6 separate regions of the Mus musculus genome follow, and all the other regions are linked to region 4. A link is a contact called in public ChIA-PET and promoter capture Hi-C data. All regions are on one chromosome and are shown on one strand. Each heading gives the region's core, a stretch centred on a gene start, on an enhancer-like site or on the middle of the called end of the contact. The rest is flanking DNA. Distances are from core to core; before and after follow the strand shown. Region 1 holds the start of Axdnd1 (axonemal dynein light chain domain containing 1). Region 2 has its middle 8.0 kb from the start of Gm51649. Region 3 holds the start of Tdrd5 (tudor domain containing 5). Region 4 holds the start of Acbd6 (acyl-Coenzyme A binding domain containing 6). Region 5 has its middle 7.2 kb from the start of Gm51650. Region 6 overlaps Gm41980 (a long non-coding RNA gene).

Region 1 (3,255 bases), core at 293-2,792, 860 kb after region 4:
GGTTCACCATGGATTTTTTCTCCTTTAGCTCAGGAAGCCCTAAGGAAGTATTAGGAAAGACAAACTTTTAATGGAGTGTTCCGGGGAGTTAAAGTTTCCCAGACTGCCTCAGCAGTATCCTGTGTTTCTAACAAGAAGGGTGCCTCTAGCAGAGGAGCCCAGCTACAAAGAATACTTAAAGCAGGAGTAGCTAGAAGGGTGGAGGGAAGAGTGGAAGGGGGATGTGAGAACATGCAGAGAGATACAAAGTAAAAGGCCTGGGTTACACAGAGTGAGTGTACAGCCAACCCAAGCCCCAACCCCTCCACTGCCCTGCAACATAAATAGTGAATAGGTAGCTAGCTCAGGATAGAGTGCTTGCTTAGTGTAAGTCCTTGAGTTGAATCCGTACCTCCTTGAGTTGATGATGGAACTGTAGCAAAATATAAATAAGAAACAACCCAAAAAGCTCTGTGACCTTAAGACTGGAGATAGCCTCAGTCTGATGAGCAAGAGTGAGACGGTGACTGCCTTGATTCTTATTCTGGTACAGGTTCTACATTTATCATTACGTCTTTTTACATTTTTCTTGAAACAGGGTCTCACTATGTAGCTCCCACTAGCCTGGAATTTACTATGTAGACCAGGCTGACCTCAAATTCACAGAGATCACCTGCCTCTGCCTTCCAAGACACAGCCCCAAGGATGGAAATCTTAAGGAATCTCAAAAAACATCTTGAATCTTATACAAATAGGCATATTGAACTAAGTTATGTTTTTCTTATCCACATAACTATGTTTTTAAAGCTCCCTTGAAGTCAGAGAAGAAGCAACCAAACTTCATATAGCTATTAGTATTTAAATGAAGATGAAACAGTATTCTGACTTGGTGAGTGTTCAGGCTGGCTAAGGAGAAAGGGAGAACGGATTGCAAATTCTTTCAGTAGCCCTAATGGTTCTGTCCACGGCATCCTTAAGTTTACCTTTTGCCTCCTTGACTACATAGAGTTTTGCCTGTTTGGACTCAGATGTTGATGGGGAGGTCAGCGAAGTGTCCGACACTTTGTGGAGAGACATAATAATCAATGCCTGGGATCACTCTCAGAACTATTAATCCTCCAAAAAATTAATTCAAAAACAAATCAAAATCGTGTTCAGACTTTCAAGCTGTCCATAATTCTGTAGGCAAAACAAAGCAAATGAACAGAGAGATCTCTTGAGTGTTTGTGTTCAGACTGAATTTCAGAATTCATCTGGCGTGGTTTCCTTTCTTTGGGGAGCCCTCTAAGATAACTTGACATGACAGAGATGGGGTATGGGTGGGTCAGAGTCAGGGCCCAGCCCGGGAAAGTCAGGCTCCGCCTCCCTACAGACTGCGGGCGGGTCAGCGCGACCCAGCTCCGCGGGCGCGAGTGGGGCGGGGCTCCCACGGTTCTTTCAGCAAAGTCCTAGGACTGCACTGTAGGAGTGCACGACACCGGCCGCTGTACCCACAAGTTGTGTTTGCCGCCTGGCGTCGGAAGGCCATCCCTTTTCCGGAACGCCCTGCGTCGTCATAGCAACGCAGCACATTTCTGCCCCCCCCCCCACGCTCCCCGCTCCCCCCCCGTCCTAGCAACTTGCGGGCCGAGCCGCCTCCGGCAGAGCCGTCAAAAGAAAAGAGATGAAAAGGAGTCTCTACACTCTCTAGAAGTTTCCGTGTGTTTTTAGTCATGGGTAGTAGCAATAAGGAAGAATATTGAATCGGGTTGTTGTCTCGGAATGGGATAGGCTCTCGAAACCGCGCTTCCGGGTGCAGACTGCGCAAGCGCAGACCTGCGCCGGTAGAGACTCCCCGGGCCCTGCCCTTGCAGAGAGGGTGATGTAGCAATGAGACCTTCTGCTCTTGAATCTGTTCAGGGCTAGCATAATCTATGAGTTCTGAATCCGCCAGGGAAACTTAGTGACAACCTTGTCTCAAAAAGAGAGGAGGAGGAGTAAACTAGCAAACAGCCTAGTTCTGTTGTTCAAGTCACTTCTATGCACTCAGTTCGTGTTCGTAAGTGCGGTTCATCTTAGTGTCAGGTAGCTTTCTATGCCAACAGTAGCTGAAGGAGAAGACAAATACCTGAGCAGGACTTTCTCACCTAGGCTAATGGAGGTTACAAAGAAAGAAATGGGCCCCAATTTGCATTTGCAGTAGCATCGGCTCTCTAGCATTCTCTCTAAAGAATCTACTGATTGTAGGAGCAAGCACATCATGATCAGTAGTTGGCAACAATCTTCCCATTGACGCGCCTATGGAAACGAGCACAGAGTAACTCTGCTCACCCTGCATGACCTAACTGTTGCCACCCATTCCTGCAGTGCAAGGGAGATGGGAGAAATCTCTTCAGAGATTGTGTCCATTTATTGAATCAAATGGCTATTCATTGTCGTGCAGGGGCAAAGGACAGCATGGTGGGGGGGTGGGGGGGGGTGTCGGTTTATGAAGGTTTAGGGTCCACTTGGACTCAAGTTAACCAAGACTGTGCATCTGGCTTGTGACGTTGATAAAACAGTTTGTAGATTGAACAAGAGAAAGCTCTTGTGGGTGTGCCACACTCACGGTTGGCATGACTGCTCACTTTGATTTTATACTTTTAATTCTTTTAGGTTATGTATATGTGCTTATTGTGTGTGAGGGAAGATGCCCCAGAGAAGAGGGAATCAGACCCCCTGGAGTTACAGGTGGTTGTGAGCCACCTGACATGGGTTCTAGGAACCAAATTCAGGTTATCTGCAAGAGCAGTCTGCCCTCTTAGCTACTAAACCATCTCTCCAGCCCCCAAATGTTGGTTTTAAATAATGCTGTTAGAATTGCAGGCTTGAGTTTCATTTTTAATGACAACAAAATCATTAAATGGTGGAATGTGGTGGATGGAACACACTTTGTAACCCCGGCACTGGAGAGATGGAGGCAGGAGGATCAGGAGTTCAAGCCTATCTTTGGCTACATAATGAATTTTAGACCAGCCTGGGCTACATGAGAAAGGAAAAAAAAATCTTAAATTTTAATTGAGATCAGCATATTTGTGCAAAGCTGTGTTCTCAGCATCGGTGTTTATATCAATTTAAAAACAAAACTTTGTACTGGAGAGATGGTTCAGCAGTTAAGAGCACTGATTGCTTTTCCAGAGGTCCTGAGTTCAGTTCCCAGCAACCACATGGTGGCTCACAACCATCTGTAATAGAATTTGATGCCCTCTTCTGGTGTGTCTGAAGACAGTGACAGTGCACTTATTTATATAATAAAAT
Region 2 (3,778 bases), core at 210-2,709, 760 kb before region 4:
GCAACTAGACCTAGAGACCACAGACTAAAACCTCTGAAACCTAAGGTAAATTAAAAACCTGAGCTTCATCCTGTAAGGTGATGTCTCTCAGGGGTTTTATCACAATGGCACAAGATGACAGAATAGCAAGGACAGGTTTGTCCAACTGACACAAGAGTAAATAAACTCACATTCAGAAGAAGAGTGCCAGGTACCTAGTAACAACCACGAGCGTCCCTTTATTTACTTATTTACTTATTTATTTTGTTATCAGCAACCTTATTATTTCACTGATGAAAAAGTTGTAATTGTGATACATTTAATATTAAATTTACAACAGCGGAGGTTATGCATATACACATACACACACAAACACGTACATATGTATACACATACACAAGTACATACACATACATACACAGAGACACACAAACACACACATACACATATAAACACACATATATACACACAAACATACACATGCACACATAAAAACACACATATACACACAAACACATATACCTGTCCTTGAACAGAAATAAAATGTGTCTTGGAGCCAGGAGCTCATGGCAGAGCAGATAAAGGTGAGCAGATACATTTTTAAAAGGAGAGCCAAGGGGGACTGGCAAGAGCCAGGTGTTGGTGTGAAAAAGGAAGTGGCTTCAACATCTCTGGCCATAGTACCCAACAGGTCATAGGTACCATAGTCCCTAACTGGTCATAGGTACCACAGTCCCCAACAGGTCATAGGTGCCACAATACCCAACAGGTCATAGGTACCACAGTCCCTAACTGGTCTTAGGTACCACAGTACCCAACAGGTCACAGGTACCACAATATCCAACAGGTCATAGGTATAACAGTCCCTAACTGGTCATAGGTACCATAGTCCCCAACAGGTCATAGGTGCCATAGTCCCTAACAGGTCATAGGTACCACAGTACCCAACAGGTCATAGGTGCCACAATACCCAACAGGTCATAGGTACCACAGTCCCTAACTGGTCTTAGGTACCACAGTACCCAACAGGTCATAGGTGCCATAGTCCCTAACAGGTCATAGGTACCACAGTACCCAACAGGTCATAGGTGCCACAATACCCAACAGGTCATAGGTACCACAGTCCCCAACAGGTCACAGGTGCCTGTATCAGAGTACCCAACAGATCATAGGTACCATTTACTGAGAAAAGGAAAGCAGCAGGAAAGGTTGACCTGAGAGAAAAACACTTTTTTTGTGTGTTAGAAGTGTTAAGCTAAAGATGCCTAAGGACACACAATTGAAGGCGCTAAGAGGTGAGTAGGGTGTGTCTAAAATTAAGGGAAAATGCCATGGAGATACAAAGGTGTGAGTTACCAACATGTGATGGCATCTCGCTGGCTGGAGTTGAGTGAGAGCGCTAGGAAATAAACAGTGCTGGGAAGAGAACAGACGCTAGAGAGCTACTGCTCAGGGAAAGGGGAAGGGAACCAGGAAGAGAGGTGGTGGGCAGCAGCGAGGAAGTGGAGAATCATTGTGGTTTCACAACAACCATCGGGGGTGGGGCAGGAAGAGGCAGCAGTAAAATATTACGGCCACCACGCCTGCTGCTAGACATCCCTCAAAATGGGCACAGAAGACCATCTATCAAATTGTCAATGGGGGAACCAAGGTAACCCAGGAACAGGATGAAGGTCACGTTGAAATGACTTCAAAAGGAACTAGTGAGAACACGCATGGGAAACAGGAAGTAGACAAGAGGACTCGACTTCCTCTACCCAGGCATGAGACTCCCCCAAGAATCTTGAGGAACAGTCAGGCCCCAGTAACAGAAGGAAAAAGCTGGTTCTGGGGCAGATGCAGAGGTGAGCTGTAGAAGGGAGTCACACATGCCCCTCTGGTGACTGCTGTTTTCCCAGTGAAGAAGGAAGGCAGCTCCAGGCATGAGCTCGGGTGGGCTGAAGGAGATGGTGGGGTTTGAGAACGAAATGTTACCCCCAAGAGTGCGATAATGAATATGGAAGTACAATGTAATAAGACGTTTGCCGGGAGTGGTGGCATATACCTTTAATCCCAGCACTCAGGAGGCAGAGGCAGGCGGATTTCTGAGTTCGAGGCCAGCCTGGTCTACAAAGTGAGCTCCAGGACAGCCAAGGCTATACAGAGAAACACTGTCTCGAAAAGAAAAAAAAAAGACTTCTGAGCAAATTGAAAGAGTGACTTGAGGCGGTAGTTGTGTTTCTGACCACAGTCAGTATGGCTGGTAGGGGTTTTCATAGAAATGTTCAGATATGTGAGCGCATGTGGACATGCCAAGTAGGATAAAGGCGGAGTTGGAGATCTGGGAGACCAGCCTGTTGAAGCAACAAAGGAGCAACACAGTGGAGGCCGAATCCTAGGGAGGGATCGTGGTGATGGTGACGCTTCAGTGAACACGGACCAACCCTAACCAGCTAGACTAGACACCAACGTGGGAAGCATCAAGCATCCTCTACCTTGGCTAACCCCTGATTCATGAGGGTAGCAAAAAAGTTTTGATGCAGATGCAGTGAGACTGTGGTAGTTCAAATATGCTTGGCCTCATGGGAAATGGCTCTGTCAGGAGGTGTGGCCTTGTTGGAGTGGGTGTGGCCTTGTTGGAGGAAGTGAGCCACTGTATAGGTGGGCTTTCAAGGAGCCTAGTGCTCAAGCTCCACCCAATGTGGAAAAGAGCTTCCTCCTGGCTGACTTCAGTTCAAGATGAAAAACTCTTGGCTCCTCGAGCACCAAGTCAGCCTGTATGCTGCCATGTTTCCCACCATAACAATAATGGACTGAATCTCTGAGACTGTAAGCCAGCCCCAATTATATGTTTGCCTTTATAAGAGTTGCCTCGGTCATGGCCCTGGTGTCTCTTCACGGCAATGAAACCCTAACTAGGACAGAAATGGAAGAGTCTAAGGAACTGAGCCCTAAAAGGGGGTCACTAGAAAGAGAGGAGAGGAGATGGCAATCAGATGCCAAGAGGCTTGAAACTGAAATGGAGGAGCTGTGAAGTTATGACAAAGATGGAAACTATGAAAGTGAGATACAATGGGGCAAAGAACCAAAGGACCAAGAGCCCAGCACACACAGCAAGACACATCTGAGGACACAAGTGTCACTCGGAACTGCTAGCATGTGAAGAAGAAGGTACTGAAGATACCAGTGAAGAAGCTAAAGTATCCCTGGAACAAAAGGACTAACTGGGTCCCAGTAGGTGACTGCAATCAGGAAGAGCAGATAGGGCATAATGACGTGTGGGTGGTGTATACCTGTAATTCTCATACTCAAGGGGCAGAGGCAGGAGGATGGAGAACTCAAGGCCAGCCTGGGCTACCTAACAAGGTCCTGGGTAAAAAGAACTAGAGGGAAGAGAGGGGATGGAGTGGGAAAGGAGGCAGGAAAAAGAGGAAAGGGAAGGGAAAGTTAGAAGATATTTTTGATGTTGCAATATAAGGTCTAAACCAGTGGTTCTCAACTGTGGGTTGTGACCCCTTTCGTGGGCAGGAGGGGGGTTGCCTAAGTCCATCAGAAATCACAGAGATTTACATTCCTGTTCATAACAGTAGCAAAATTACAGTTACAAAATAGCAACAAAAATAATTTCATGTCCACCACACCAGAAGAACTAACTGTATTAGGTCACAGTGTTAAGGTTGAGAGCTGTTGCTTTAGACAGTGCCAGTATTTGGGGTTGGAGCGTTTGATGGGAGTCAGAAGCACCTGAAGCCATCCGAGAGAGAATCTCTGGGGATAGGGTAGAGAGTTGGAATGGTCATAGACATAGGGGTCTCCAGCA
Region 3 (3,567 bases), core at 23-2,522, 750 kb after region 4:
AAAAGCTTCCCAACTCCTCTACCAGCTGGAAGATGTTTTACTGCTAATCAGGGTCTGGAAGTGTCACTAATTTGTGCCTAGTGAAATTTAAAATGAGTGTTAGGAACTTAGGAATGGGGATTTGGGAAGCTGTTTTGGCTTTCCTTTGCTCTCACTTCCCCCAACAACCTCAAAGGTACCCATGACTATCACCCCAGTTAAAATCCTCCGCCCTGGGATACGGGATATTGTACTTAGTGGTACATCTTAACTGTAAAGGCTCATGTAGACCTTCCAAAGTCTTAAACCTACCTTTCAGTATTACGGTACCATCCCCACCGGGGCAGACACTAACCACATCGGGCATATCCAACACCAGTTCCATAGTGGACCGATATCCAAGGATTCGGAGCGGGAGATGGTTGCCAACCATCAAAAGGTACTCCTTTTCCAACTGTTGTGGAGTCAAACCATCCTTAGTGGAAATAAGAAGGGACCTTATCTCTTTCCTCAGACAGTCCTGTATACGCTCTTGTTCAGACATCGTGCTACAGGATTGAAGGGGGGGAAAATGCTCTTGAAAGTGGTTAAACCAGGACAGAACAAAACCCATAAGCAACCAAGCAAACAAACAAACCAGCCCTGGCTGTCCTGGAACTCACTCTGTAGACCAGGCTGGCCTCGAACTCAGAAATCCGCTGCCTCTGCCTCCAGAGTGCTGGGATTAAAGGCGTGCGCCACCACGCAAAAACCTTTTAACGACCAGCCATGTTATATAAAAACTCAGATGTGAGTTTTACAGGCGATAAGGCTTAAAGCAATACCCTAAGTGTTCCAAGGCTCCTGCAGCACAAGCTCTCTGGCCACACTCACTACAAACTCCAAAGCTCAGCTTGTAGGGATGAGCCCTCCCAATCCTCGCAGCTGGCTGGCATTAAGTCCCAACTGGGCCCGGCTAATAAGGAAGCTTAAAGGGTGATCTCAAGTTCCTTAGAGGGTGTCATTCCCCGCTGCTGCTCAGTATCAGATGGAATCTCTCAGCCGGTCTTTGGGAACCAAGGGTCGCGGTGCATGAGTGACCAGGAGAAGCGTGAGCGGATCGCAGACCGCCTGGTCGCCTCCATGGACTCGGGAAGGGTGGGGGTCCCGGGGTCCCTCCCTCCTTCAGCTGGTCCTCCCGTCTGCCCCGTGCTCTTCCCGTGATCTGAGTCATGCTGAGGACCGCGGTAGCGTATCCCTCTGCGGCCCGCCACTACCTGGCTGCGGCTCGCCCGCCTCGCTCCCTCGCACCCGCGCTGCCGTTGCGCGCCGCAGGTCCGGGACGCTCCGGGAGGGCCGCGGAGAAGCTGAGCCGGCGAGGGTCTCGCGCGCCTGCGCACTGCGGGCCGTCCGGTCCGGTGCGCCACGTTCCACGCGAGCGGGCGCGGCCGGTGTGACGGTTAGCGGAGACCTAGCGTGTGGGTGCGGGTGAGGCCGAGGACCGGCTCCCCCTCTGGGACGGCGCTACAACCCGCCGCATCTACCTCCTCCCGAAGCCGCGGGAAGACGCAGGTGCCGCTGGACCACCCTCCACCTGAGCCCTGCGGCGCCGCCCGGCCCCGCCCCGCCCCGCCCCCAGGCACCTGCGGGGGGCGGGGACCGCGGCGGAGGCACATGCGGATCCTGCGGATCCAGGACTAGTGCCCCCCACCCCGCCCCGCCCCGCCGGAAGCTCGCCTCGCCCCCGTAGGTCTGCGCTTATTTGGGGGAAAAAATTAAGAGCGAGTCTGATTCTTGAGAATTACTGCTGACCTTAAAGCGACTTTGACTCCTAGAAGAGAGGAATGGATGGATGGACGGACTTTTGGAATGAAGAACATCCCAGGAGCAATGGAAAGAAGAGAAGTGGGAGACTATGGAGGATAATTTCATTTGGATATGTTTGCTGGATTTGTAGAGTAAACTAGATTGACAGGAGTCCTCAAAAACTAGCAAGTAGAAATGCAGGATATGAATACCTTTCCCTTAACTGTATGCACTCTTAAATGGACAACCTAAAAGATACTCAAAGGATTCAACTTAAGAGGCCGGAAACTAGGTGGGGTGATGCACACCTGTTGAGCCTAGCTCTCTGGAGGTGGAGAGAGGAAAGCCCCAGCTGGAGACTGGCCGGTTGCATAAAGGGGGCGGGATCCCTAAGCCATTCTTGCCTAAAACCCGTAAGTGAATATTCCAAGAGAACAAAATGTACCATCAATGAATGAGGACTATTAAAGAATCCCTAAAAAACTAAAACTAGAAAGGATTTATATCTTCGGTTTATAGTAGAGCAGTTGTAGCTGATAAGTAGATTAACAGAACATCCTAAAATGAAAAATGGACCCAAATACTGCAGCATTTCAATGACAAGTTTTAGAAGGAACACGTCTTCATATTTTTAAGGGCCCATTGAGTCCTCGGAACTAACTAAAACAAAAATCCCTTCTTACACAAAGCCTAGGAGAAAAGGAATGGAGATTTTAGGTATGAACAGCTATCTCTAAAACAGTGTTAATTAGATTGCCATTGGAGTAAAACCTACCCAGATGAATCTTTTTCCATTGGCAAGCCAACATTAAGAGAGTGGAGTTAAAATGTTTTCAGGAAATAGCACACTGGATGACTCCCTTAAAAAGGATATCACCTCAGATTCTCATACCAATGATCTGCGGTAACAAATGTAACACACCTAGCACCAAGAAGTCTGTATAGGTTAACTATATTTTATTCCTACTGAGAAAGTTAACTTTTTCCTTTTTTGGAGCAAGTCTTATTACGTTGCTCAGGCTGTCGTCAAACTTGGAATTCTCCTGCCTCTACTATGGACAGATTACGGTGTGGGTCAAAATGCCTGGCTTTGATGCAGGCTGTAATAGAACAATCGATGAATAATATTCTAGTTTTATTTCTGTTGTTGCGATAAAAGATAAAGCACCCTGACAAAAAACAACCAGGGTAAAGGGGGCTTATTTTAGCTCACAATTCCATGTTACAATCAATCACTGGGGAAGTCAAGGAAGAAACCTTATGCAGCCTGTAACATCTGCAGCCCGGAGCAGAGAGAAAATACATGCATGCTTAGTGACCAACTCATTTTCTTCTCTCTTGCTTGACCCAGGGCTCAAACCCAGGGGGTGGTGACGTTCACATTCAGAATGGGTCATCCCAGTTTAACTCACCAAATTAGTAAAGTATCCCACAGGCCAACCTGATGTAGCCAATCCTTGAGATTCTCTTCCTACACAATTCTAGGTTGTATGGAGTTGACAAACCATAACATAATAAGAAACAAAGTTGGAACTTTAAGACCATTATTGGAGAGAGGGGATGAGGAGAGAGAGCATGCACAGTATAGTGTCGCTTCATTAAGGAATAGTATCCTCTATTCAGGAAGAGCTGTAACTGGGACCAGCACTGGAACCATCTCCTTGGTCCCTTTCCATCGTGGTGATAACCTTGATACCTCTGCAGATCTCCAAGGATTCTTTCTCCACACCACTTGAAGTTTCCTATCACAAAAAGATTCCTTAATCCACATTTGAATGTGGCAATACAGGAATTCCATCCACT
Region 4 (3,292 bases), core at 421-2,920:
ACCGGCCTATGGGGGCCAGTTTTATTCAAACCACTATGCATGTTATAAGGTGTGCATTTGTCCTTGTTTTTCCTTTTGTGGAGGGACTAATAGTGGAAACATTCTCTATTCTCAAAGAATGTTCGTGAAAGTCAGACCCAAGCCATTTAACTTCTTCCTGTTTCTCATTGTTCACTTATCCTGTTCAAAGTTCTGTTGAAAGTTTAATCCTAAATGGTCAATCAATAACCATTCTTTGTAGTTCTTTGTTATTAGCCTTATGTTTATTAGTGTTTTTATTAGTTTTAAGCTACTAGTGATAAATGACTACACATGAGTGTGTGTCTCTACCATATTTAGAACATACTAGCCACTGCTGATACCAAAATCACATCCCTCATTATCTTAGTTAGGGTTTCTATTGCTGTGAAGAGACATCATGACCACAACTCTTATTAAAGAAAGCATTTAATTGGGGCTGGCTTACAGTTTCAGCGGGTTAGTCCATTTTCATCATGGTGGAAGTATGGCAGCACGAAGGCAGACGTGGTGCTGGAGAGGCAGCTGAGAGGTGTACATCTCAGATCTACAGGGAGCAGGAAGAGTGAGCCACTGGGTTTGGGTTGAGCTTTTGAAAGCTCATTGACACACTTCCTCCAACAAGGCCCTATCTCCTAATCTTTCACAAGTAGTACCACTTCCCGATAACCACGCGTTCGAGTATATGAGCCTATTGGGGCCACTCTTACTCAAATCACCACACTCATCTTAAAGATAAATAATAGTTTATTCTGGAGTCACTTCGAGTGACTACAAATTTAGGTTACCCCAAATTCCAAGTTCCAATGTGGAAACAGTTTCATAGTTTTACAGAACAAAGAAAGTCATAAATCAAAGCAAACTAAAAATACATTGGCGGGTACACAGAGAAGCAGTAACACTGAGACGGGGAAAACTTTCCTACAGGCCCAAGAAGATAGTTGACGACATTCTTAGCTTTTGGGTTGGTGAAAGCTACTACTACTACTAGCACCACTACTAGTACTACTAGTAACAACACACACACACACACACACACACACACACACACACACACACACACACACACACACACAGTTGATGTGAGACACCCCAAAAACTGAGAGCAGTTTCTTCAAGCGACATTCCACATTGGGGTTCTCAAATTCCTGCAGGAGAGAGTACCAAAACGTGCTTTTCGTAAAAACTGATAGCAAATGTACACGGTCTGCGTGTAGACGTAATGAACTTTGTGTATGCATACACTTTTTCTTTTTGACAGTGTGCTGGACGTGGAAAGATCTGTTCCTTTCCGGCAGAGCTATAGAACTGGGTTTCACTTCAAGAAGCACAGGCACAACTGAGATGAGACGATGCAGGTTTGGGGGCCTGGTGAGGCACAACTGAGATGAGATGATGCAGGTTTGGGGGCCTGGTGATGCCTTCTCTCAAAGCGCTGGGAAATGAGGGGGCAGCAAGTTTGGAAAACAAAACACTGATGGGAGAGAGTCATCTAACCATTTAGACACACGGTGGGGCAGTGAAGGAAGGTTTCCATCTGTTGGTGACTCGCTATTTTAAGTCAGAGTGGGTGGTTAGGAAACGGCGGAACCTTTGTCCTCAGCTCTCTGTTTCCCGCGACTCTACTCTAGCAGCTACACTAATGGACCGCCTCCTTCCCTTTCCCCTGGGGGCCCTATCCGGGTGAGTTCCGGAGTTTGTGACTCCGAAGTCCCCCCCAAAACCACGAGCGACGTCCCCTGTCTGTCACCGAGGCCCGTATCTCCATCCCGCACCGCGGCCGCCGCAACCCACGCTAGCGGAGCAGGCGGGGCCCCGTATCCACCGGCGCGTGCCCGGGTGCGCGTCCGACCCGCCGAGCTCGCGCCCCGCTTCACCTCCCAGCTCCCGTCCCAGCCGCACGCGCCGCGCCGCCGGCTTCCCCTCATCTTCCAGCCGAGCGGCCTCCAGACCCCGCACCGTTGGAGCGACCCGGGCGAAGCCCGAGGGGAAACCGGGGGAGGACGGGGCGGTCCTGTGCGCCCGGGTAGGCGGAGTGGCAGAATCACCTGAGACCGCCAGACAGCTCACTGCGTTCCCACTCCCGCTCGAGCTCCGCACCCGGACCGGTGGATCAGGCCCGGGAACCCGCGCCACACCGGGGAGGACCGGCCACAGCGAGCTAGTGAACATGGCCACACCGTTCCTACCCTCGGGGGCCACCACAGGCGACAGCGGTGGGGAACTGAGCTCCGGGGACGACTCTGGTGATATGGAATCCTTCCAGACCCCCGAGGCCGAGGGGACCCGGAGTTTGGCCGAGCTGTTTGAGAAGGCTGCCGCACACGTCCAAGGCCTGGTTCAGGTAGCCAGCCGGGAGCAGCTCCTGTACCTGTATGCCAGGTTCAAGCAGGTAAAAGATGGGTGGATGAGAGGACGTGGGCTGTTTCCTCCAAAAACTTAGTAGCAGATTGCGTGGCTAATGGTCGAGCGTAATGAAGTTTGTATGTGTGTGTTTGTTGTTTTTGTTTTTTACCCTGGAGAATAGCATCATTCTGGACATGGAATAATCTCTCTGATATCCAACGAATATTTATGTAGCCGGGCACTGAATGACAATGTTTCAGTGGCCTTGCCTCTGAACCTTTACAAAATGAGGATGATAAAATAAAATTTGGCATTCGCTGTTGCCAGAAGGACATGTGATAGGAAACATGGTAATGTTAATAATAAGTTTGAAATTTAAGAGAACATTACTGTGTATAAGATGCTAACAATATTACTATTATGATTCTTAGGAACTCTAAATATAGTTGTTATGTTTTTGGCTGAATTTGGTCCTGCTAGATATAGTCCCTCCACATTTTTAAAATTAAGGGCTCCATGCAGGTAACATGGAGGTCTGGTGATGAACTAACTCTCCACTCAGCTTCCTGAATCACTTTCATTTCCAAATAGAAAACCCAGGGGAGTAGGCAGTTTAGAAAGTTACATGGATATATCAGAATTAAAGTGTAGTTTTTGTCTCTAAAACTGAATTTTACCCGATAAAGTAAGGACAGGTTTGAGTTATAAACATAAGACTAATTTATCTTTCAAGGTTAGGTACCAGAAGGAAAGACTATTGCCTTCCTTCAGTGGACAGATACAGTTCAGCAGAACACTGGGTGTTCTGTCTATAGAGAATGCAAAGATGAAAGAACATCATGACACTGCCTTTAAGAAGCTTACAGGATTAGTTAAGGAATCTAGATGCAAATGTGAAAAGAAAATCGATGATTAGGAAAATAGGAAA
Region 5 (3,571 bases), core at 755-3,254, 550 kb before region 4:
TGCACAGCACATGGATCCCCTGGGACTCCATCCTTGCTGAGGGAGCATCACACCTGTGAGACACCAGTATGGGATGTCTTGCACAGGGGCCATGACGCTGACGGATGGGGTGGGAAGGGTTGCATTCCAAGCTGTTGGGAGAATGTAAAGAATGAAAAGTGGTCAGCAAGTCCAGAGCTAAGCTCCCAGGCAGGAGGCAGGAGGTGTGAGAAGGTTCAGGAGCTGATGCCAACATGCATCAAATGTCTCACTGGGGCATATGTAGCTTACCCATGTGGCTTACCTGGAAACCCCTGGAGACAGTGAGGTATGTGTGGCCCACAGATACTTGAGACCGTGTCTGTCTTGGTTGTACTCATCTCCTGCCCTGTTTCAGGTGTCTGGAACAGTATGTGGCACATTTGTGAAAGAAAGGGAAGGTGGAAAGAAAGAAGGAGAAAGAAAGGAAGAGAGGAAGGAAGGAAGGAAGGAAGGAAGGAAGGAAGGAAGGAAGGAAGGAAGGAAGGAAGGAAGGAAGGAAGGAAGGAAGGAGAAAGAATAGAGACAGAGAAAAGGAGGGAGACCTGAGTAGACTTACATTAGAGAATATGCTCAAATGCAGAAGGTGTCAAGGGAGCAATCAGACCCCTGTTAGCAAGTCATAGCAGTAGCCCAGGTAAGAACTGGCAAAAAGAATCAGAGGTAACAGAAGAGGAGTGGGCACAGTCAATCAGCAAGAAGGGTGGTCTCAGCAAGACAAGCTAAGCACTGGAATGGACACAGTGTCCGGAGATGGAAAGGTGATAGATGCCTCACACAGACCCTTCCCAAAGGGCTGCTTGGAAGGAGAAAGCCTTGGGACTTGGAGCTGCATGATACTCCAGACCCACTCCCAGAGAAGGAGAATGAAGCCACATCCTCTGTGAGCAGATGGGGGGGGGGTGAGAGGGCTAGGGTGGTGGAAGGAGGTAAGGGCTTAGCCCCTGCAGTGATCAGACAACCTGAGGCAGCTCTCTCCCCTGCTCACTGGGAGGCCAGCCCCACACTTCAGACGTACACACCCCTCCCTACCCCCCTGCAGACAGAAGCAGCTAGAAGGAAGCCAGGAGACAAGGAAGCCACCACTGGTGGGCAGCAGCATGCAGTGCCAAGCTGGGGGTTGCTGGCAGCAGCTGAGGTGTCAGGGGACACAGGAGATTGGGGGGAGGGCACGGCTTATGCTATTGGAAGCACACAGGGAGGCAGCCTCAGAGCTAGGGTTGGCAGGACCATGGTGGATTTGATGTTCTGTCGGGAGAAAGCCAGAGAGACTCCTTTTCCCATGTGTAGGCATCACTTTTACATTTGGTGTGGCAACCTTGGCATGTCCTCTATTCTGCTCTAAAGACTTAGAACAAGTTGGGGAGGAGCCAAGGAGATCTTGATGCCCGTGTCTCAGCCCCTACCCCACCAGCCTCTAGTGATACAAACTTAAGTTCATAAGCCTGGGCAGCAGCACTTGGGTAGCCCAAGGAACACAACCACACCACTCCTTCTGAAAACCAGCCCAGGATACGACAGTCCACGACCACAGCATTTTGAAAAGATGAAATATGCCTCATCTCTGGAAGGATCCATGCAAGAATCAACAAGTTAACCCTCCATGGTTCAGAGAAAGCTCAGGAGGAGAGATGTATGGCTCACCCAGAGTCACAGAAGGAGCCCAAGAGCCCAGATGTAAACCCAAGGGAAGGGTCTCTGCACAGCTGTTATCATGCATAAGCAATCCCCACCACGTGATCTGCTCACATAGCTCTCAGTTTGATGTTGACATGTTTATTGAGCATATACTATGTGCCAGGCCCTGTGCCAGACACTAGAAATACAAAGATGGCCGTGGGATGTGTAGTCTCTGCTTTCACAGACTTTGTAGTTCACTGGGAAAGCTGACATGAAACCAGATCTTTAGAACAAGCAGAGCCATTTTAAGGGGTAGGTGAGATCAAGTTACTTCCTCTTACTTTCCGGGTACTTTCCGAGTAATGCCTTAGCCCATTTTGTAGGAAAGGAAATCGAGGTTGCGAGAATTAACCACTCATCTCCGTGGTCACATTAGCTAGAGAGACTCACGCTGTCTCCTCTGTATATCTCTGCTCACTGGTAGCTTGGAATTCACCAATACGTGGGTAACTAACGCCTAAAAACACCAGAACTCGGGTTCTGTTTAGCCTGGGTGCAAAGCCAAGTCAGAAACCAAGGGCCTCCCCAGAAAACCCTGCAGAACTTTGTATGGAATGAAGGCTCCTCTCTCTAAGGCTGCTCTCTTACATGAACACCATCTCTACTCCAGCTCTGGGCTGTAAGCCCCGGTAGCCATGGCCCCGGTAGCTTCCAGAACACACAGATTTGCTGAGGACTAGGTTAGCCACTTGGTCTGAAACAGCATTGTACACGCGGGACACAGCACCACCCAGTGGCAACATGAGGAACCGGCCGCAGAGGCCGGAGGCACCAGGCGCACCCTGGCGGCCTGTAGGAAAAGAAAACTCCAGGAACGAGTAAGCTTGGAAACCCCTGTACAGAGCCGTGTACAGGCTCTTTTTCTCTCTATGGGTTGGACACGCCTAACTCCAAAGTACCCTTCCCTAGAAGAATATCTTGCCTGGGTGTGTGGCTCCTTCTCCTATGATGTAGCCCTGGCTCTCTTACACCCATGGGGAAAAGCACCCAAGATTCATTGTGTATGGTGCAGTCAGTCTTGGGGTTCCATTCTGCAGTCGGGGAGGGGGGCTGCAGGAGGCGGGGTAGAGGAGAGAAAACTGAAAATCTGCTCAGCTTCCTTCCCAGCAGGGATGTAAGCCTCAAAGGGCTGGAGAACAAAACAATCATTATTCAAATTTTCTGCTTCATAATAACCTTAGCAACCATGTGGTTACAATTTTATGAATCTTAAATGTCCCCCGAAGGCATGAGTTGAAAACTTCATTGCCAGTGAGGGACAGGACCAGGAGGTGGTAAAAGTCCTTAGGAGGTGGGACCCAGCGGAAGGGAGTGAGGTCATGGGGGTTATACCTTGCAAGGCATGACAACAGTCATATCCAGTCATAATCTCCACCCCTCTCTTTCTCCCTCTCTCCTTCCCTCCCCCTTTCTCCAGATGCCATGAATTAAATAGTTTTGCTCAACCATACAACCATACTCCCCAACACACACACACACACACACACACACACACACACACCATGTTCTGCCTCCCTACAGGCCCAAAATGATGGCATCTAGTGACAGTAGACTTACACCTCAGAGACCATGAGCTTAAATAACCCCTTCCTTCTTATAAGTAGCTTGCTTCACATACGCAAAAAGAAGTGGAAAGCAGGGTAGCAAGCCCGTGGGGTCCAAGCGAGTACCAGTGCATTTAGAGAGCATCATCCCCAGGCCCTGACTATGACACATTCCTCACACAACATCGTTCATTTGTTATTGCCCACCCACCCACTGAGATCCAAATACTCAAAGTTCCAAAGAGAAAATTTTAATTTTCTTAATTTTAATATATAAAATGTACAAGAGAGCCATTTTTTTTCTGAGACAGGGTCTCTGTGTAGCCCTG
Region 6 (3,694 bases), core at 785-3,284, 530 kb before region 4:
ATTAAAGTCCAATCTTTTCCTTTCCCACTTATGTGCCATATGCCTGGGGAGAGAAAGACCACGGGGACAGAGTGCAGCCAGAGCTGGCCTGTAAACTGTGAGGCTCAGAGGCAGGTCATGCTGTGAAAGAAAGTGGATGTTCAAAAGCAAAAGTACAAAGCCCCAGGCTGTGGAATCAGGTTTGCCGTCCTGGCTCTGCTACTAACAAGATGCAGGGCCTGAAGCAAATCCCTTGGCCTCTGTTTCCTCCCCACCTCCACCCCCGCCCCCTCCTAGACTGAGGAGGAGGAACAAGGTGAACTTTAACAGTGACAGACATCAGTATTCTGCAGTTTCAAGAGCAAACCCCTAAGGCCCTGTTATAATAGGTTTGATGGTCTTCTAAATGAGTTCTAATTACAGGACTTCCAGGCACCGTAGTATTTACTGTAAGTTGATGATCCAAAGGCCCCTCCAAACACTTAGCAGCAATAGATAAAATCGAAAAAGTTTAAAGTTTAGAATCCAAAGCTGAGATGGTTCCGTTAGTAAAGTCTAAATGAGTACTTGTTAGGAACTGAGTCCAGTTAGGAAGTCTGCCTTGCAAGCAGGGCATCTGGGTTTGGATCTCCACCACTCACCTAAAAAAACGATGGGCACGGCCTTAGGGGTCTAATCTCAGCGCTGGGCTCGGGAGGAGAGAGGCAGCGCCCTAAAGCTCACTGCTAGTTGTCCCAGCTGAATCAGTGAGCTCTAGGTTCAGTGAAAGAGCCTGTCTCAAAAGAAGGTAGAAAGCCATGTAGCAAGACACGTGACATCATCTGTTCTACCCACAAATACATACACACATACACACTATACACACTCTCACACATACACATACTTATGCACACACATATACACACTCACACACATATACACATTCACAAACACACACATACACATGCATACACACTGGCGCATACATTTACACATACACACACACACACACTGTGGGAAGGATAATATGCCAAGTAGTGATAGATGTTATGAAAAAAATATAGGGCTGGAGACATGGGTCAGCGATTAAGAGCACTGACTGACTTCCAGAGGTCCTCAGTTCAATTCTCAGCAACCACATGGCAGCTTACAACCATTTGTAATGAGATCTGATGCCCTCTTCTGGTGTGTCTGAAAACAGCAATAGTATACTCACATACATAAAATAAATAAGTCTTTTTTAAAAAAAGAAAAAATATTCAGGATCCTTAGAGATATAAAGGAATAGCTAATAATTATTGATTTTTTAAAAAGATGTAAGTTATGAAACCGTGCACAGCCTAAATAAAACAAAAAGTTATTTAAAAGGAAAAGTACAAAGGAAAGGTCATTACAAGTGTGAACTGCTTCTGTGTATTTCCTCCCTGCCAGACAGCTGTGGGCACCTGGACTGGACCCTCGTTCCTGTTCCCTGAATGAAACGAAATGAGAATGTGTGCATTAAAATACATAAATCGAGTAGCATTATGTAAACCCCAGCGAATTGTGGGGAACAAAGAACACTAATGAGTGGCAGTGATGAAGAAATCACCCAGAGCAAAGAAAAGCAGTTCAATATCAAAGCACAGACTTGCTAAGCCAGGGAGGCGCCGCCCACGGAGGCGGAGCCAGAAGTACTGAGGATGCATCTGTATGACTTGATCATCCATCTGAGGTGACAGGCAGTGTGGTGGGCGTGCACAACTGCAAGACCTGCAGGCAGGTCTCCAGAGATCAGCCAAGAAGAGCAGCCACCCACTCCTCCCACTTCCTCCCTCTCAGGTAGCCTGTGCGGCCAATGAGACTCGTGTACACACACACACACACACACACACACACACACACACACACACACACACACACACACACACTACAAGTATAGAGGAAAGACATCCGTACTCTCTCCCTGATTCCATGGACCCCTTTGGAAGATTATTAACTCTAAGTGAGGTCATGAGGAGACTGGAGTCTGGAAGGATTAACCTTCCGAAGAGAAACCAGAGTTTCCTCTGTCTTTTGAAGATACGAGCAGAAAGCTGCTGTCTGCAAGCCAGGAAATGAGCAAGCCCTCATTAGAACCAGACCGTGCTGGTACCCTGAACACAACCTCCAACCTGGGGAGAGAAAATCTGGAGTAGGTGGCTAAAGTCACTCAGCTTTCCCGTATGCTAGCTTAACAGTCCGAGCTACACACTCGAACCATAGCCTGAATCTGTTCTAGAGATAAGAACAGGTGTGTGTGTGGAATTGTCCCAACCCTAGAGAACAGGGACAAGGGTCCAGTCCAGGTGTCCACAGCTGTCTGACAAGGAGGAAGTAGACAATTTTGTAACTAAGAAGCTGTTCACATCGGTAATGACCTTTCCCCCTGCTAAGCCCTTCCCTGAAGCCTGGACTGGCCTTGCCACATTTTCAGGACATCAGGAACACCTGCTCCATTGTTAATAGCACCATTTACGGGAACATGGACTTGGACTTGAGATTGCCAAGCTTGGCTGTACCCTGCAATCTTCCAGGGTGCTTTCAAATACGCTCTCCCCCTCAGACTCTGTTCAATTGGTCTTGGTTGTTGCCTGGGCACGAGGGTTATTTATAACTCCCTAGGTGGTGCTCCTTTTAATCACAGTTGGGAAATACTGGCCTAGAAGTTGGTAAGACAAAGAAAACCTTTTTCACTGCCCAATGGGCTTGGGATCTTGGACAGGGACTCAAAGGCCCAATAGACAACCAGGGACATACCTTGGTGAACCTCAGAAGCCGCTACTGGGACAGCTGTGGGACTACTTCCTCTTTCCCTGGAGGAAAAACATAGCTCTCTCTACAATCAGGAAACAGGAAGCACGGGGTGCCTGTCAGCAGAACCAGCAATCCCCCTGCATGGAAACTTGGGCTTCCCCTGCCACTGACAACTGGAAAGACCAGCAGCTGGTCTTCCCGGCTCACCTGCATGTGGGAATGACCTAGAGAAAGCCTGCTCTTAGACCCTACTCCCTCGGACTTAGAAAGCCCTCCCCCCACGGCTGGTCCCTCCTGCCCCTCCTTCTCAGCCCCCTAACGCCTAACTCTTCCTGCCCACCCACACCTAGCCGCATCTTTACTGGATGCCCCCACGTTTCGGCCAGAGTTCCTGCAGTTCCCCACAAGCCACCTTTGCCCCTCGGCCTTCCTGATCCCCGGCAGGCAGTTCGGTGTCCCAGCTACGGAGGCTTGCTCCGCTCCGGCTGCTATGAATGCTAACACCTGAGTCTGCGCCCCCTCGCCACAGGAAGATAGAATTGTCTCCCTGTGCCGCCATGTGTTGGCTGAATCATCTTCCTGTGTTCGTGACTCCCAGTGGCTCGTTATGTAAAGCCCAGCCTCCTCAGCAGAAGCTTCGGGGCTCCTGTAGCCTTATCTCACCCCTTCTCCCAATTGCTGTGGCCCCAGAGCTGGGCTTTCTGCCCCTCAGGAGGTATGAACTCACAAGCTTGCTCCCCTATAGCAATTAGCTTCATACTTAAGAAGTGACCCCAACCTATTTCTTACCGTTGCCTCTGTGTCCCTTCCTGTGCTTCTTTTCACGTCCTCCAGTAGCACCGCCACCCACACATCTAAGCCCTCAGAGCTCCTGGAGAGTGTGGGGAAGCGGCCTTGTGTCTTTGCTCTTCCCTCTCCATTCCATCCTGGGATCCTAATAAGAAGCAGAAACCCCAGAGCG

The links. Promoter capture Hi-C pulls out the DNA fragments that hold promoters and counts their contacts. ChIA-PET counts read pairs in DNA pulled down with a chosen protein or histone mark.
Region 1: a contact with region 4 is called in a promoter capture Hi-C map of pre-B cells, with 2.3 times the contacts expected there. The contact joins the promoter of Axdnd1 here to the promoter of Acbd6 in region 4. A contact is called at or near these places in 2 of 39 promoter capture datasets (hematopoietic stem and progenitor cells and pre-B cells).
Region 2: an RNA polymerase II ChIA-PET map of memory CD8 T cells shows a contact between it and region 4, with 6 read pairs. The contact joins the enhancer-like site here to the promoter of Acbd6 in region 4. A contact is called at or near these places in 9 of 39 promoter capture datasets (the C10 cell line, embryonic stem cells, frontonasal cranial neural crest and 5 more), 1 of 15 datasets of contacts at CTCF or cohesin (large pre-B cells), 4 of 484 Hi-C or Micro-C datasets (B cells, Th1 cells, cerebral cortex and 1 more), 5 of 115 datasets of contacts at active chromatin or transcription factors (embryonic forebrain, large pre-B cells, memory CD8 T cells and 2 more) and 2 of 9 other capture datasets (adipose tissue and liver).
Region 3: a promoter capture Hi-C map of the SN4741 cell line shows a contact between it and region 4, with 2.9 times the contacts expected there. The contact joins the promoter of Tdrd5 here to the promoter of Acbd6 in region 4. A contact is called at or near these places in 2 of 39 promoter capture datasets (the SN4741 cell line and hippocampal neurons) and 1 of 115 datasets of contacts at active chromatin or transcription factors (fetal liver).
Region 5: a contact with region 4 is called in a promoter capture Hi-C map of hippocampal neurons, with 4 times the contacts expected there. The contact joins the enhancer-like site here to the promoter of Acbd6 in region 4. A contact is called at or near these places in 6 of 39 promoter capture datasets (the 3T3-L1 cell line, the C10 cell line, frontonasal cranial neural crest and 2 more), 1 of 484 Hi-C or Micro-C datasets (Th2 cells), 7 of 115 datasets of contacts at active chromatin or transcription factors (astrocytes, bone marrow-derived macrophages, embryonic basal ganglia and 4 more) and 2 of 9 other capture datasets (liver and pancreatic islet).
Region 6: a contact with region 4 is called in a promoter capture Hi-C map of hippocampal neurons, with 6 times the contacts expected there. The contact joins the enhancer-like site here to the promoter of Acbd6 in region 4. A contact is called at or near these places in 21 of 39 promoter capture datasets (the 3T3-L1 cell line, 3T3-L1-derived adipocytes, the C10 cell line and 13 more), 18 of 484 Hi-C or Micro-C datasets (CD4 T cells, the G1E-ER4 cell line, Kupffer cells and 9 more), 17 of 115 datasets of contacts at active chromatin or transcription factors (the SCID.adh cell line, acute myeloid leukemia, bone marrow-derived macrophages and 12 more) and 5 of 9 other capture datasets (adipose tissue, embryonic tail, embryonic trunk and 2 more).

Annotation. Positions count from the first base shown.
Region 1 is chr1:156,419,373-156,422,627 of GRCm38.p6, forward strand. It overlaps Axdnd1 (axonemal dynein light chain domain containing 1), which reads right to left and starts at 1,543. Exons shown (of 26, transcript NM_001346967.1): 1 at 1,474-1,543; 2 at 963-1,158; 3 at 1-39. The coding sequence starts at 1,056.
Region 2 is chr1:154,793,107-154,796,884 of GRCm38.p6, forward strand. It overlaps a transcript of Cacna1e not described here. Among named protein-coding and RNA genes, the nearest start is that of Gm51649, 8.0 kb to the left of the region's middle. Within about 2 kb of position 1,460, at least 46 of the 459 cell types and tissues checked have an H3K27ac peak or open chromatin away from gene starts, as enhancers often do. A contact at or near this core is called in B cells, memory CD8 T cells, neutrophils and 1 more, where this site is marked.
Region 3 is chr1:156,302,076-156,305,642 of GRCm38.p6, forward strand. Tdrd5 (tudor domain containing 5) reads right to left here and starts at 1,273. Exons shown (of 18, transcript NM_001134741.1): 1 at 1,236-1,273; 2 at 292-527. The coding sequence starts at 523.
Region 4 is chr1:155,556,450-155,559,741 of GRCm38.p6, forward strand. It overlaps Acbd6 (acyl-Coenzyme A binding domain containing 6), which reads left to right and starts at 1,671. Exons shown (of 8, transcript NM_028250.3): 1 at 1,671-2,410. The coding sequence starts at 2,189.
Region 5 is chr1:155,004,292-155,007,862 of GRCm38.p6, forward strand. No RefSeq gene overlaps it. Among named protein-coding and RNA genes, the nearest start is that of Gm51650, 7.2 kb to the left of the region's middle. Within about 2 kb of position 2,005, at least 40 of the 459 cell types and tissues checked have an H3K27ac peak or open chromatin away from gene starts, as enhancers often do. A contact at or near this core is called in hippocampal neurons, where this site is marked.
Region 6 is chr1:155,026,082-155,029,775 of GRCm38.p6, forward strand. Gm41980 (a long non-coding RNA gene) reads right to left here. Exons shown (of 6, transcript XR_001779499.2): 3 at 3,523-3,667; 4 at 2,737-2,792; 5 at 621-751. Among named protein-coding and RNA genes, the nearest start is that of Gm41977, 6.8 kb to the left of the region's middle. Within about 2 kb of position 2,035, at least 140 of the 459 cell types and tissues checked have an H3K27ac peak or open chromatin away from gene starts, as enhancers often do. A contact at or near this core is called in the G1E-ER4 cell line, the HPC-7 cell line, the SCID.adh cell line and 11 more, where this site is marked.